Linked DNA regions of Mus musculus: regions 1, 2 and 4 are each linked to region 3. Evidence: chromatin contacts called from public promoter capture Hi-C data. All regions are on one chromosome and are shown on one strand. The core of a region is the stretch at or near the end of the contact, and the rest is flanking DNA. Distances in the headings are between cores, read along the strand shown.

Region 1 (3,438 bases), core at 39-2,538, 180 kb before region 3:
CCAGGCAAACAGATCCATTCATCTTTCCCTTCTTCCAGTGCATCAATCCACTGGCCTCATGTTGGTCTTTCCATTGCAATATCATGAACTGGATACAATGAGGACCACAGTTCCTGAGTTGTGGAAACTTATAGCTCAGGACAGAGAGAACTAACTCCTTTACCAACTGAACTATCTTCCTGGCCTTTCCTTTCTTTCTCATTATTGTGGATGCTGCAGGCCTCGTAGGTGCTCTGTAACTGTGCCACACCCCTAGCATCTCATAGCAAGATTCTAGGCAGGGGCTCCACCAGAGCCACGCCCCCAGCCCCTCACTGGAGGATTCTAGGCAGGGCTCTACCACTAAGCCACGCCCCCAGCCCCTCACTGGAGGATTCTAGGCAGGGCTCTACCACTGAGCCACGCCCCCAGCCCCTCACTGGAGGATTCTAGGCAGGGCTCTACCACTAAGCCACGCCCCCAGCCCCTCACTGGAGGATTCTAGGCAGGGCTCTACCACTAAGCCACGCCCCCAGCCCCTCACTGGAGGATTCTAGGCAGGGCTCTACCACTGAGCCACGCCCCCAGCCCCTCACTGGAGGATTCTAGGCAGGGCTCTACCACTGAGCCACGCCCCCAGCCCCTCACTGGAGGATTCTAGGCAGGGCTCTACCACTAAGCCACGCCCCCAGCCCCTCACTGGAGGATTCTAGGCAGGGCTCTACCACTAAGCCACGCCCCCAGCCCCTCACTGGAGGATTCTAGGCAGGGCTCTACCACTAAGCCACGCCCCCAGCCCCTCACTGGAGGATTCTAGGCAGGGCTCTACCACTAAGCCACGCCCCCAGCCCCTCACTGGAGGATTCTAGGCAGGGCTCTACCACTAAGCCACGCCCCCAGCCCCTCACTGGAGGATTCTAGGCAGGGCTCTACCACTAAGCCACGCCCCCAGCCCCTCACTGGAGGATTCTAGGCAGGGGCTCTACCACTGAGCTACACTCACATTGTCTCATTATAGAATATGAAAGAAAAGGTGAAGCTTGAGGGACACCCTTCCTACAGCTCTGTACATGGGGATGTAGGCTGGAGAGGAGGGACTGAAGGAGGCCGCTAAACCAGGTTCTGCAAGTCAGATGCCAGTGGGCCCCACAAGTACCCAGAGGAACAACTGCACCTCCAAGAGTGAACTGAGGGTCTTCCCTGGTTACCTGTGCTATGAACGAATCATGAAGGGAAGGGTGCGGTGGCCACTCCAGGTCTACACAGGGCCCCAGGCTGGGGACTTTGATAATGTCCTTTGTGGGGCCAGCTGTGGAAAGAAAGGAGAGAAGCTGTGAGTGAGGAAGGTTATCAGCTGGCAAAAGACATGCATGGAGGGACAGGGACGGGAGAGATGGAGGAAGGGAAGAGCCTGGAAGAGAGTGAGGACAGGAAAGAGCGGGAGGTCTGGAAAGACAAGGGAACACGTTTTTTTTATAATCTTGACACTGGGGAGGCTGAGGCAAGAGGATGGACAGTTGTAGGTAAACCTGGGCTACATAAGATTATGTTTTAAAACAACTTAAAAAGAAGTAAACAACCACTGCTGCTAAACTGGATTACAGCTAAGGACTATTGTTAACTAGTTTACTTACCACAAAGCACATCATGTAACTCAGGCTGGCCTGTGAACTTGAGTTCCTCTCACCTCAGCCCCCAATGCCAGGACTGTACTGTGTCCCACCAGAACAGGCCCCCGTTATTAAGTTTTTAAAGGGGTAACAAAAAGAGAGAGGAGGAAGAAAGATAGAAAACCACAAGTTTAAAGGCACACAAAGCAATCTTACATACTATTGGAAGAACAAGGTCTATGGTGTGCATACACATATGTAACACCACGGCACACACTGTACCAAATCACTTACTGATACTTCAGCTTAATATAAAATACCCAGTTCTGGTTCTGTATCATTATTCTTGGTTCTAGGGTATGAGCCCAGATAATTATGTTTGAATTAAGTGATTATTTTATCACTGAGCCACGCCCCCAGTCCCTCACATGGGGGAATTTCAGGCAGCTGCTTTTCCACTGCTGTAACACCACCAGCCTTCTAGAGGCTATCCTTTTTCTGGAAGTGGGGAGGAGGGCTAGGGGATAATGGACGGACATGCCCTCACTTTGTAGCCCTGGCTGACCTGGAATTCATAAAGGCCTGCCTCTGCTTCCAAAGGATGGAGATTAATGGTGTGTGCTACAACTTCTGGCCCTATGGCCAGTTATTATTTGAAACAGGTGTGTTGTATTAAGCAGCCACAATAGTCCCTGAAACATGCCATCTGTGTCCTGGGGGATAAAGGGTCAGGTTCCCGTAGGCCTGTGGGCACAACTGCTCCATCAACCACTCAATGCAGGGCCTTGGTTTCTGGCAAAGGTACCTTATCTCAGATATACTAGTGCCCCCTCACTGAGGTCACTAATGGCGCTCACCTCATACATCGACTCTCTCTGCCAGACACTCTATAGCCTCTATGGCTGACAAGTGTCCAGGGGACATTTCATATAAGGAACTCATCAGAAAATAAAATGTCTGGCCACACAGACAGGCCCACACCTGTGATCCCATCTCCTAGAATGCAGAGGCAGGAGGATGGTGAGTTTGAGGCCAGCCTGGACCTACATAGCAAGACTCTGTCTCAAGAAACAAAAATCATAGTGGTGAGATGGCTCAGTGGATAAAGCCTGGTACCCTGAGTTCAAACAAGGGTACCCACATGGTAGAAGGAGAGAACCAACTCCCATAGATTGTTCTGGGCCCTCAGCCTTCTCTATGGCTTCAAAACTGGAGTAACATGGCAGGAAAGTTAGGACAACAGCTCTGGCTAGGTCACCTTCCAGGCAATCCCCACTTGATGGAGATACAGCACCTGTCAGAAGCCCTGGAGCACAGGCCCTCTCCTGGGTCCATGCTGCCTGCGACAGATGGCAAAGGGTCTGCAGGGCTTGACTGTCACCAATCCTGCACTCTACTTCTGGCTTGGCCCAAGCTCTGCAAACAACTGTCTCCAGGTGGGTTCCCAGAGGGCAATTAGGGGAAGCACTGAGTTCTCTGTGAAACAGGTTTTTATTTTGTTGTCTTTATACTTATGTAATTGGTGAAGGTGGGGTGTGTGCACTCCACCTACCACACTCCCCTACCACAGCATGTGTGGAGGTCAGAGAACAACATGTAGGAATCAATTCTCGCCATCCACAACGTGGGTCCCAGGGATTAAACCCAGGTGACCAGTCTTGGTGACAAGTACCTGTACTTGCTGAGCAGTTTTGCCACCCTGTCTTTTGTTTGTGTGTGTATACATATAATTATAAATATAATATACTTAATTATATGTGTATGTATGTATGTATGTATGTATGTATGTATAATATTTAATTTTAGAGACAGTTTCTCTGTGTAGCCTTGGCTGGTCTCAAACTCAGAG
Region 2 (3,068 bases), core at 181-2,680, 210 kb after region 3:
GCTCAAGGAGCCCAAGTAAGATGCCTCACCAAGTAAAGTGCTTGTCTCAAATGCCTGGGGGACACCTGGCAACCTGAGTTTAGACCTCAAAAATCTACATAAAGGAACTGACTTCACAAAGTTGTCCTTTGGCATCCACATCAACACCATGGAAAACGTACAGAGAAGTCAAAACATAAAATTCTAAAACCTCTCCCCCAAAAAATGCTCCCCCCAAAAATGCCTAGGGAGCCAATGTGTGATGATGCATGTATTTATCTCAGCACTTAAGACAAGTAAGATCTCTGCAAGTTCAAAGCCAGCCTAAGCTATAAAAACAATTACCTTTGGAGTTTGTTTTGATTTGAGTCAGGATCTCACTGTGGTAGCCCTGGCTGTGTTGGAACTACATAGCTCAGACTAACCTCGAACTCACAGACATACTCCTGCCTCTGCCTCAGGAGTACTAGAATTAAAAATATGAACAACCATATCCCCACAAAATATAATTTATAACTTGAATATGTTAAGGAAGCCAGGCGTGATGGCACGTGCCTTTTTAATCCCTGTACTCATTCGGGATGCAGAAGCAGGCAGATCTCTGAGTTTGAGATCGTCTACAGAGCGAGGCCCAGGACAGCCAGGGCCACAGAGAGAAACCTGGTCTGGGGGAAGGGGAAAGAAAAACAAACAAACAAACAAACAACCCAACGTCTGTAGCTGTGTGCTGAATAAATTGGGCCACTCTGCGCCTCTCCAGGGGTCCCTTTGTCAGGACTTGCCCTCAAGCACTCCTCTAGAGGAGCCTGTGGGGTTTGTCAAGTCCCCAGGGCGTCCAACACAGGTTCCCATGCATAGAAATTAATGAGCTCAGCCCGCCACCCCCCTATTTTGCACTAATGCTCACCCCACTTAGACCCTACAAGCCTCACCTAAATCCCACCATCACCAGGTACTGACACCGAGGGAGCCTCAAGTTCAAATCCTCCCTCTCCCCCGCCTCCTCCAAGGACACTCTCAATACTACACAGGGGACATCTCCACCTCCGGTACTTTGCAGAAACACCGTCCATTCGTCAGTTCTGAAGCACTAGGAAACCCAAGTGCAGCAATCCCGCCTCCGCTCCACAACAGGGCCGCACCCACTCCCTCAGGGCCCACACGCCGGCCCGCAGGATGCCCGCGGCGCCCCTCACCGCTTCTGGGCCTCCAGTCCCCACAGGCGGATCTGTCGGTCATACTGCGCTGCCTCCTCCTCGCTGATGCCACCGCCGCCGCCGCCGCCAGCCTCCTCCTTCTCTACCATGGCGCCGGCTTTCAGCTCACCCGCTCCCGCTCTCGCTAACCGCCAGCAGCGAGTCCGTGCACCGGGGACGCGCTTGCGCCTGCGCAGAGAGCCGCGCCTGCGCAGTGCCACCTCCGTGCTTTGCGGGAGACCACGTGGATACCGAAGACTCCAAGGCCCGCTCGCTGCCCCATCACGTGATGGAGACGCCAATCAATCCCGGAGAGGAAAAAGAAAAAAAAAGAAAAGTGGCGGGTGTTTTGATTCCTCGAGGATGTCCACGCGGTCATTTATGAAGCGGATCTGGATCGAGTTGTCACCGGGATTCCAGCATCGATGGTGTGGTGAAATAAAGATACTACTTTAAAATAACAACACATGGAGCTCACTACCTATTGAGGCGAAAAAAATAAAACAAAAGAAAGCTAGACTTTCCTCCTGGACAGAAAAAGAGGAAGGACTCCTCTCTGCCCTCTCCTCTCCTGACACATTCTCAAATCCTTATGTAAGATGCAAGACTCAAATTGATCATGGTGGGCTATGCCTGTAATCACAGCTTTTGGACAAAAATAAGTGAAAGGAATCAAAAGTTAAAGGCCAGCCTGGGTTACATGAGATCCTGTTAACAGAAGCAAACCTAAATTTATGAGCTCGTGCCTGTAATCCCAGCATTCATGCCTTCACAAGGCTGAAGTAGGAGAATTACTACGAATGAGATCCTGTCTCAAAACCGTCAAGGACTGAAAAGATGGCTCAGTAAAGTGCTTGCCTGAGTTTAATATCTATATTCCTATTTAAAACAAAAACAAAACAAACAAACAAACAAATTTGTAGTGCAGATTTGTAATCCCAGCACTTGGGAGAAGGTTTTCTGGGCCTTGCTCAGACCCACACTTATCTAACCAACAAACCCATATCCCAATGAAGATATCCTGGGTCAAAAACCAAGGCTGATGCTGGGTGATGATGGCTGCCCAGAGCTTTAATCCCAGCACTCTGGAGGCAGAGGCAGGAAGATCTCTGAGTTGGAGGCCAGCCTGGTCTACAGAGTGAGTTCCAGGACAGCCAGGGCTATATAGAGAAACCCTGTCTCAAAAAACAAAAACAAACAAACAAACAAACAAACAAAAAAGAGTTCAAAGCTGGGGCTGGAGAGATGGCTCAGTGGTTAAGAGCACTGACTACTCTTCCAGAGGTCCTGAGTTCAATTTTCAGCAACCACCTGGTGGCTCACAACCATCTCTAATGGGATCTGATGCCCTCTTCTGGTGTGTGTTTGAAGACAGCTACAGTGCACTCACATAAATAAAATTAATAAATAAATCTTTAAAAAAAGAGAGAGAGTTCAAAGCTGGGGCTGGCGAGATGGCTCAGCAGTTAAGAACACTGACTTCTCTTCCAAAGGTTCTGAGTTCAAATCCCAGCAACCACATGCCCTCCTCTAGTGTGTCTGAAGATAGCTACAATGTACTAAGATATAATAATAAATAAATCTTTAAAAAAAAAAAAACAGAGTTCAAAGCCAGTCTGGACCACATAGCAGGACTCTACCTCAAAAAAAAAAAAAATTAGAATAAATCCCAGTATGGTTACACATGCCTTTAATATGCCTTTAATAGCAGCACTTGGAAGGCAGAGGCAGGTGGATCTGTGAGTTGAGGCTAGGCTGATCTACATAGCAGCTCCAGACCAACCAGTGGACTGCAAATGTGAGGATTTAAATTTGGTTCTTTAGAAAGCCAGATTTGGTAGTCAGCATGTCTTCAATCCCAGCACTCACACCTAGAGATAGGAAGCAAAGACA
Region 3 (3,518 bases), core at 40-2,539:
GACAATAAGAGGAGCTGAGAAGAAGCAGGGTCCTCCCTCCTCCATAGCCTCTCAGGCCCTCCCCACCTGTCACCCCTGCCCTGGCTTTTGTTTTATTTCCAGCAGAGAAGATGAAGGAGTGCGAGGCCTGTTTATGGGAGTCATAAAATGTACCTCCAGCTAGCCCAGCGGGGCTCACACCACCAACAGTGAGAGAGTCAGTGAGCAGGCTCTCAGCTGCCTCCACTCTCTGCGCTCTCTCTCTCTCTCTCTCTCTCTCTCTCTCTCTCTCTCTCTCTCTCTCTCTCTCTCTCTCTCTCTGATTCTGTTCCCTTCTCTGTCCCTTTCTCAGGTTCCCTTTCTTTCCTTCCTTCCTCTTCCTCCCCCAACCCACATCCTCCTCTTTTCCTCTGGTTTTTGGAGACAGAATCTTACCGTATAAGCAGGCTTGCATCCAACTCATGCTCCTCCTGCCTCAGTCTCCCTGAGTACCACACACACCCGGCACAATTACTTTTTGCCACTGGAATTTCACTCCAAAGCTTGTCTTGGGGTTTGACTGACAGCTTTTGTCTGCACCGCCTCAGTGGCTAGACCCACGATTTACACCCCACCCCACCCCCACCCTCCCACCCCCGCAAGGCTCGGAGGTCCCAGGCTGCTCCCCTAGGGGCAGCTGAGAGGGCTTCATCCAGGCTAAGGGCCTTCCTGAACACAGGGCTCAGAAGGACAGAGGCACACACATCCCTGAGGGAAGCACAGCAGCTCAATACTTTGCCACTTCTAGACACACACTGGAGCCTCGGGCCGACAGCCCCCTTGTCCCCCCAGGGGAGACAAGGGACAGAAACGGAGCAAGAAGACAAACGAAAATATAAGCTTGGTTCTTTCCTGTGCCTGGTTTGCTTTAATCCCGTCTCATGGTTAGACAGGAGAGACAGAGACAGAAGAGTGACCAGAGAGGAGGGGCAAAAAGCTACTGCAGACCCCTGGCGGCCAGGCAGGGAGAGAGCAAGAAGCAGTGAGGACCAAGAGGGAGGGTGGGGACCGCGGGAAGCTCCAGACACAAGACCCCGCGAATCTGACATACAAAGGCCAAGGTGGGTGGAGGCAGACCTGGAGTCCAGGAAGAGGAGAGGAGGAGGGAGGGGACAGCACGGAGGGAAGAAGGGGAGGCAGAGAAGGAGAGGGAGGAGGGGACTCAGAGGAGAGGGGAGGGACAAGACAGGAGAGGGGCCGCTCGGGAGGAGGCCCCGCTCCGGCAGACAGCGGGTTAAGCGTCTCCGCGTGAACTTCCGGATGTGACACAGGCCGGGCCCGTGTGAGCGGAGGAGCCGCCGCCACCCTCGGCCGCGATCCGCGGGTCTTGGCCACTCGGAGACCCTGGCACCCGGCGGGGACCTCGGGGACCTCCTGCCGCGATGAGCTCCAGGCCGTGACCTCCCGAGCCCAGGACAGGCGGCGCCGGCTCATGGCCCGGAGGGTAGGTGACTGTGCCGTCCCGCCCTGAGCCTCTTTCTGCCTCTAAATGTCCCTTTTTGCCCCTTAGAGTTCCTTCTGCCCCTCCCTCTATTCCTCTCTGTCACTCTCTCCCCCTCACCCCCCCTCCCCTACTCCCTCTATCTCTTGGGTCTTCCCCATCTCTACCCTCTTCCTGTCTGCTTTTCCCCAGGCTTCTGTTGTCTGAGACCCACCCTGGGGTTAGGGGTGGGACATCTCACCAAGCTGCCAGACAAGGGAGAGCAGGGGAGAGATGCGAGCCCTGAGTGTAGGGAGGTTTGGAGACGAACCTGGCAGGAGGTAAAGACCCCATCGTCTGGGTTCACGGTGGGCAGCTGGGAGCAGGTGAATTCACTTCAGGATGCTTAGAGAAGTTAGCCTGCGGAAGCAAAAGAGGAGTGACAGCCACCCAGATGGCCCAGTGCGCCCAGGTCGGCTGGAGAACACAGGACCCTCTGCCTCATACCAGTGAGCCCTTTGCCTCTTGGCGCCCCAGTCTCCCCACTGCTAAGAACCGTCTTCTACCTGGAGATCAAAGGTCCTGCTGCCCCATTGTGATTCCGTAACAGGAGGACCCAGAAATCTGGCTCCTATACTCTTGTTTCTGGTTGGGACTGTTTGCATGGTAGAATAGGGTTACCCTCCCCCAAATGTATTTATTGACTGTTGTCTGATTGTGCTAAATGTCTTTCATTTCCTCATTCATTCAATTCCAACTTGGTGCTAGGTGCGCTCTGACTGACTGACTGACTGTCTGTCTGTCTCTGTCTCTGTCTCTCTGTGTAAGTATATGTGAATGTTTCTCTCTCTCTCTCTCTCTCTCTCTCTCTCTCTCTCTCTCTCTCTCTCTCTCTCTGTGTGTGTGTGCGTGTGTGTGTGTGTAGTTGTCTCTTGCAATTCGGGGTGTAGTGCTCTAAGCCTGCATGCTCTGGAGAACCTACCCTATAGCATACATGTGCATATGTATCACATGCATGTGCATGTCGGCTGTGTGCCCAACTCTGTGTGGATATGGGTATGGTGAATTTACATGTTGGATGTGATAAATTGTTAAGACATTCAGAGGTGTGTAGTGTAATAGCACTCCAGAGGTCAAAGCAGGAGAATTGCTCTGAGTTCCAGGCCAGCATGGGCTGCAAAGTAAGATTCTATCTCAAAACCAAACAAAGCTGGTAGAGCCCTGCCTAGAATCCCCCAGTGAGGGGGCTGGGGGCGTGGCTCAGTGGTAGAGCCCCTGCCTAGAATCCCCCAGTGAGGGGCTGGGGGCGTGGCTCGGGGGTAGAGCCCCTGCCTAGAATCCCCCAGTGAGGGGCTGGGGACGTGGCTCAGTGGTAGAGCCCCTGCCTTGAATCCCCCAGTGAGGGGCTGGGGGCGTGGCTCAGTGGTAGAGCCCCTGGCTAGGATGCACCAGGCCCTGGAACCCAATACTACAAAAATAAAACATACACTTGTAAAATAAATAGGAAGAAGCTGTGCATATGCAGGTGAATTTTTTGGATTTTTCCAGGTTGTACCTCCTGTCAGACCCTGTGCTTTCCTCGCTGTTCTCCCTCCCTGGCTGGTTCCCCCAACATCTCTGTCTCTATGCTTCTTTGCCATTATCTCTCCCTCAGTTCCTAGCCATCCAACTCCTTCCTAGATGTCCCTTTGGGGTCCTGAACAGGACTCTCATGCCTGCTTGGACTGCTCTGTGTGATTCTGCGAAGGCTGGGATCCTTGAATACTGAAGTACACATTGTGTGACCTTGGGTAAGGAGACTGAGCCCTGGGGAACTAACCTCCCCGGGCCTTGTCCCTTCTCTTGTAGTATGATGAGCTGCGCCACTACCCAGGCATTACAGAGCACACGACAGCCCTGGCCAGCTTTTCAGAGGCAGCGCCTTCAGTACCTAGAGCCCCTGGGCCCTACACCCCACACCGGCCACCCCAGCTCCAAGCTCCAGGCTTGGACAGCGACAGCTTGAAGAGAGAGAAGGATGACATCTATGGGTGAGTGGGTCTAGGGACAGGCAGGGGCTCCCCCAGAGTGTCCTTTGTGT
Region 4 (3,201 bases), core at 689-3,188, 190 kb after region 3:
ACACATGCAACTTAAAAACCAAAGTACCAAAAAGATGCTAACAAACCCAAGTGCCAGCTGCCTCCAGTTGGGCCTCTCCTACTGCCCTATTTATCACAGGCTTACGTGTGTTAAAAAGACCCAACTTCCTAGATGTGTGAAAACCACAAGCTCTGTTTTTCCTCTTTGTTTTCTGATGTTTCTAATTTAGGAGCACACCATGTACCTTGAACCCAAAGTGGTTTTACAACAACTGATTGAACCTAGGACAAGTGGGAGGAGAGGGGGACTCTGACAGACACCTTTCACAGGAAACAGGAAGTAGCTGCTTCCCTCACCCCATCTTGCAATCTGAATAGAACCCAACTACTTATTCTGTACAATTTAGGAAACCTTAAAATCTGGGTGAAGGAATTTAACTAGACAAAACTTCAAAATCACAGGGCCACTTGGCCTGGTGTCAGGAAGATATTGGGTGAGCCTGGTCTTCATTCTGAGTTCCAGGTCAGCCAGGACTGACACACTCAAAAAAATTATAAATAAGTAAAATAAAATCCCAAGGCCCTCTCTCTCCAAATAGAGAAGTTGTTACTACCAGGTGGCAAAGCCACAAGGCCAAACACTGCCACACCCTGTCCTTGCCCTGTGTTCTTGGTGAGACACAAAGCCAAGGTCTGGAATCCAGGGGATTGTCAGAAGGAATGTGCTGCATGCTGTGCGCCCTCAAGAGCTCAGGGTTGGAATCCCAGCTGAATAGTCCCATTGTAACAGCTGACTAACAATGTCAGCTGGGGAATATTTTGATATCTTCAATTTCTGCCCTCTGTAAGGAAGACATTGCACAAAGGGCAAAGTGCCGGCAGAGCGCTCAGGAATGGCACACCAAGACTGCCAAGTACTGGCCTGGGGTCCCCACATTCTCCTCATAGTGACAGAAAAGTGGCTCCCAAATGAAGCTTCCATATCCACCCTAGTGGGCATCATCAGAAGGGATTCCAGGGAAACTTCCAGCTGTGAATGGCTAACAAAGCAAGGGCTTTTTCCATATGAATGCAAAATGTGGGCCTCAATCAGAGAAGGCCCTTAAGCCATAAAACCCTTCACACCAGGGCCAAGTGTCACACTTGTAAGAGGGTGTGATTTATAAACTGACAGAGCCGCCCACAAAGCTCCTTTTGTGTTCCTCCATTTGTTAACAATGTCTCTCCCCACCAAACTCAGGCAACCCAGCAGAGAAAGCCTGACTGGGCCTCAAAAAGAAAGGACTCCAGGTTTGTTCACTCCGGGTAATTACAGTCCTGTGAATAGACACTAAAATTAGAGCTTAATAATTCCTCGGCATCAGGCTCACAGATAAAGCTATCCCAACACAAACACAAAAGTAAGGGACAGAAAATGCAGTTTTGTCTTGCTAGAAAACTTAGTCCCAGTGCTGTGGAACCTGCACAGAACCTCTAACCCTCAATGAAACTTTAAATGAATGTTCCAACCAACGGCTTTCCTTAAATATGGGTTTGGTCCCATTATTTCTCAGTTTTGTGAAACCAATACCAGCCACTTCAAATTGCTTTCCCTAGTACAAGATTTTCTTGTCTAACACCGGCTAAAGAAACCATTGCCTTCTGTTTGCTTTCCTAACTGCTTTCTCTAAAATGAGATTAAACACTGCACTAGACCCAAACACATGTCTAAGTCCCCAGGTTCTACGCCCAATGGTTTTTTGTTTTGTTTTGTTTTGTTTTTTTTTGGGGGGGGGGGGGGAGACCCACACAACACCAGCAATTACTATCCACATATTAAAGACCTTTCTGTTGGTTTGGGGACAAAGTCTCAGGTAGCCCAAGCTAACCTGGAACTGGAGCTTTGAACTTCTGATCCTTAGTCTCCACTTCCTAAATGCTGAGATGATAAGGCCTGAGTCACCACGCTGGGCTTACTGCCACGGGAACACAGATCCTCCTCTACAATAACCAGTGCCAGCCCAGCTCTTTACCTTTCTGAGACAGGAGCTCTTACTGAACCTGGTGCTCACTACACTGACCGCTCGTCTCCCTCCCGGGCACTGTCACACAGGCACAAGCCGTCTGGGGTGACTTGCTCAGCGCGCTTGTACAGGAAACACTTTATTACTGAGCATCTCAAGTCACACTGTGGCTCACAACTGTCTAACTCCACACTCAGGTCTAAGACCCACTTCCAGTCTCATACGTCACTGTCACATGACACATGTGACACTAGAAGTCAAAACTGATGGCTTTTATGCCAAATCAGTTACACAAGCTTGTCATCTGGCTACCACGGTGCTGCAGCACAAGAGTACTTGATCATTTGAGAGGCTGTCAGAACAGTGAAGGATCTGGAATATAAACCCATTTTCTCGGGAGGAGAGAGCTGCCTGGAATCAGCAGTAGCTATACCCACTCTCGAACTTCCTCTTCCAGGCTTCCCTCATTTGCAGTTACGAGGCCCCAGGGTTTCCAACCTCAGCTCTCTCGCTTACCTTTTTGACCATGGTTGTCTCTGATGAATCAAGCTTTGCTCTCTTGGCCTCAGGTCCATCTTCCACTCCTTGGCTTACTTTGGCAACTTTGGTTTTCTCTCTAGAAGAGACAATGGGAGGAAGCCAAGTTTGAAAGTCACATCACTGGAATGTAATGAGCAAAAGGCTGAGTTCAAGTACAGCCTTGTCTACAGAGTGAGTTCCAAGGCTACAGAGAAATCCTGCCTTGATAAACAAAACAAATATACAACCAAAATAGAGCAAAAAAGTTTTTGAATCAATGAGGCCTGAGCTCAAATCTCATCACGGTCCCTGGAGAGATCTGATAAATCAGTTAGCCATTTTTAAACTAGCTGTCCCTGATGTGATAATGGGAAAAGAACGTAAGTAAACTGCCTAGCATAAGCAAGCTCCCATAAGCCAAAGAGACTGCTTTGCAAACATTCTTGAAGAATCAAAAACTAAAGAGCCAAACCTAATTCCTCCTTGTGCTGTGGAAATTTCATGTTAAGAGTAGCCCAGCCTGCTCTTGTTTTAACTGTGCAATTCATTGCACTCCTAGAATCAGACCTTTCTAAAGCTGCTGGGTGGCTAGGGTAGGAGATGGCGAGAACACATTTGCCCCTTTCAAAGGTTGTCGTCGTTGTCCCCCTCCCCCACTGGTTTTCGAGACAGGGTTTTTCTGTGTAGCCCTGGCTGTCCTGGAACTCACTCTGTAGATC

What was found. Promoter capture Hi-C pulls out the DNA fragments that hold promoters and counts their contacts. Capture Hi-C pulls out chosen DNA fragments and counts their contacts.
Region 1: a contact with region 3 is called in a promoter capture Hi-C map of embryonic stem cells, with 21 read pairs. The contact joins the promoter of Bicra here to the promoter of Meis3 in region 3. A contact is called at or near these places in 9 of 39 promoter capture datasets (the C10 cell line, the HPC-7 cell line, cranial neural crest and 5 more), 2 of 484 Hi-C or Micro-C datasets (bone marrow-derived macrophages and microglia), 2 of 115 datasets of contacts at active chromatin or transcription factors (bone marrow-derived macrophages and microglia) and 2 of 9 other capture datasets (adipose tissue and liver).
Region 2: a contact with region 3 is called in a promoter capture Hi-C map of liver. The contact joins the promoter of Sae1 here to the promoter of Meis3 in region 3. A contact is called at or near these places in 3 of 39 promoter capture datasets (cranial neural crest and liver), 16 of 484 Hi-C or Micro-C datasets (B cells, the Ba/F3 cell line, DN3 thymocytes and 11 more), 1 of 115 datasets of contacts at active chromatin or transcription factors (the HPC-7 cell line) and 3 of 9 other capture datasets (adipose tissue, liver and pancreatic islet).
Region 4: a contact with region 3 is called in a promoter capture Hi-C map of liver. The contact joins the enhancer-like site here to the promoter of Meis3 in region 3. A contact is called at or near these places in 16 of 39 promoter capture datasets (the 3T3-L1 cell line, 3T3-L1-derived adipocytes, the C10 cell line and 11 more), 19 of 484 Hi-C or Micro-C datasets (B cells, the Ba/F3 cell line, DN3 thymocytes and 12 more), 3 of 115 datasets of contacts at active chromatin or transcription factors (the HPC-7 cell line, T-cell acute lymphoblastic leukemia and pancreatic cancer cells) and 2 of 9 other capture datasets (adipose tissue and liver).

Annotation. Positions count from the first base shown.
Region 1 is chr7:15,998,207-16,001,644 of GRCm38.p6, forward strand. It overlaps Bicra (BRD4 interacting chromatin remodeling complex associated protein), which reads right to left and starts at 1,289. Exons shown (of 14, transcript NM_001081418.1): 1 at 1,188-1,289.
Region 2 is chr7:16,386,466-16,389,533 of GRCm38.p6, forward strand. It overlaps Sae1 (SUMO1 activating enzyme subunit 1), which reads right to left and starts at 1,431. Exons shown (of 9, transcript NM_019748.3): 1 at 1,176-1,431. The coding sequence starts at 1,285.
Region 3 is chr7:16,174,106-16,177,623 of GRCm38.p6, forward strand. Meis3 (Meis homeobox 3) reads left to right here and starts at 1,290. Exons shown (of 13, transcript NM_008627.4): 1 at 1,290-1,462; 2 at 3,287-3,468. The coding sequence starts at 1,451.
Region 4 is chr7:16,364,328-16,367,528 of GRCm38.p6, forward strand. It overlaps Sae1 (SUMO1 activating enzyme subunit 1), which reads right to left. Exons shown (of 9, transcript NM_019748.3): 5 at 2,480-2,579. Among named protein-coding and RNA genes, the nearest start is that of Sae1, 22 kb to the right of the region's middle. Within about 2 kb of position 1,939, at least 128 of the 459 cell types and tissues checked have an H3K27ac peak or open chromatin away from gene starts, as enhancers often do. A contact at or near this core is called in the HPC-7 cell line, Th1 cells, adipose tissue and 4 more, where this site is marked.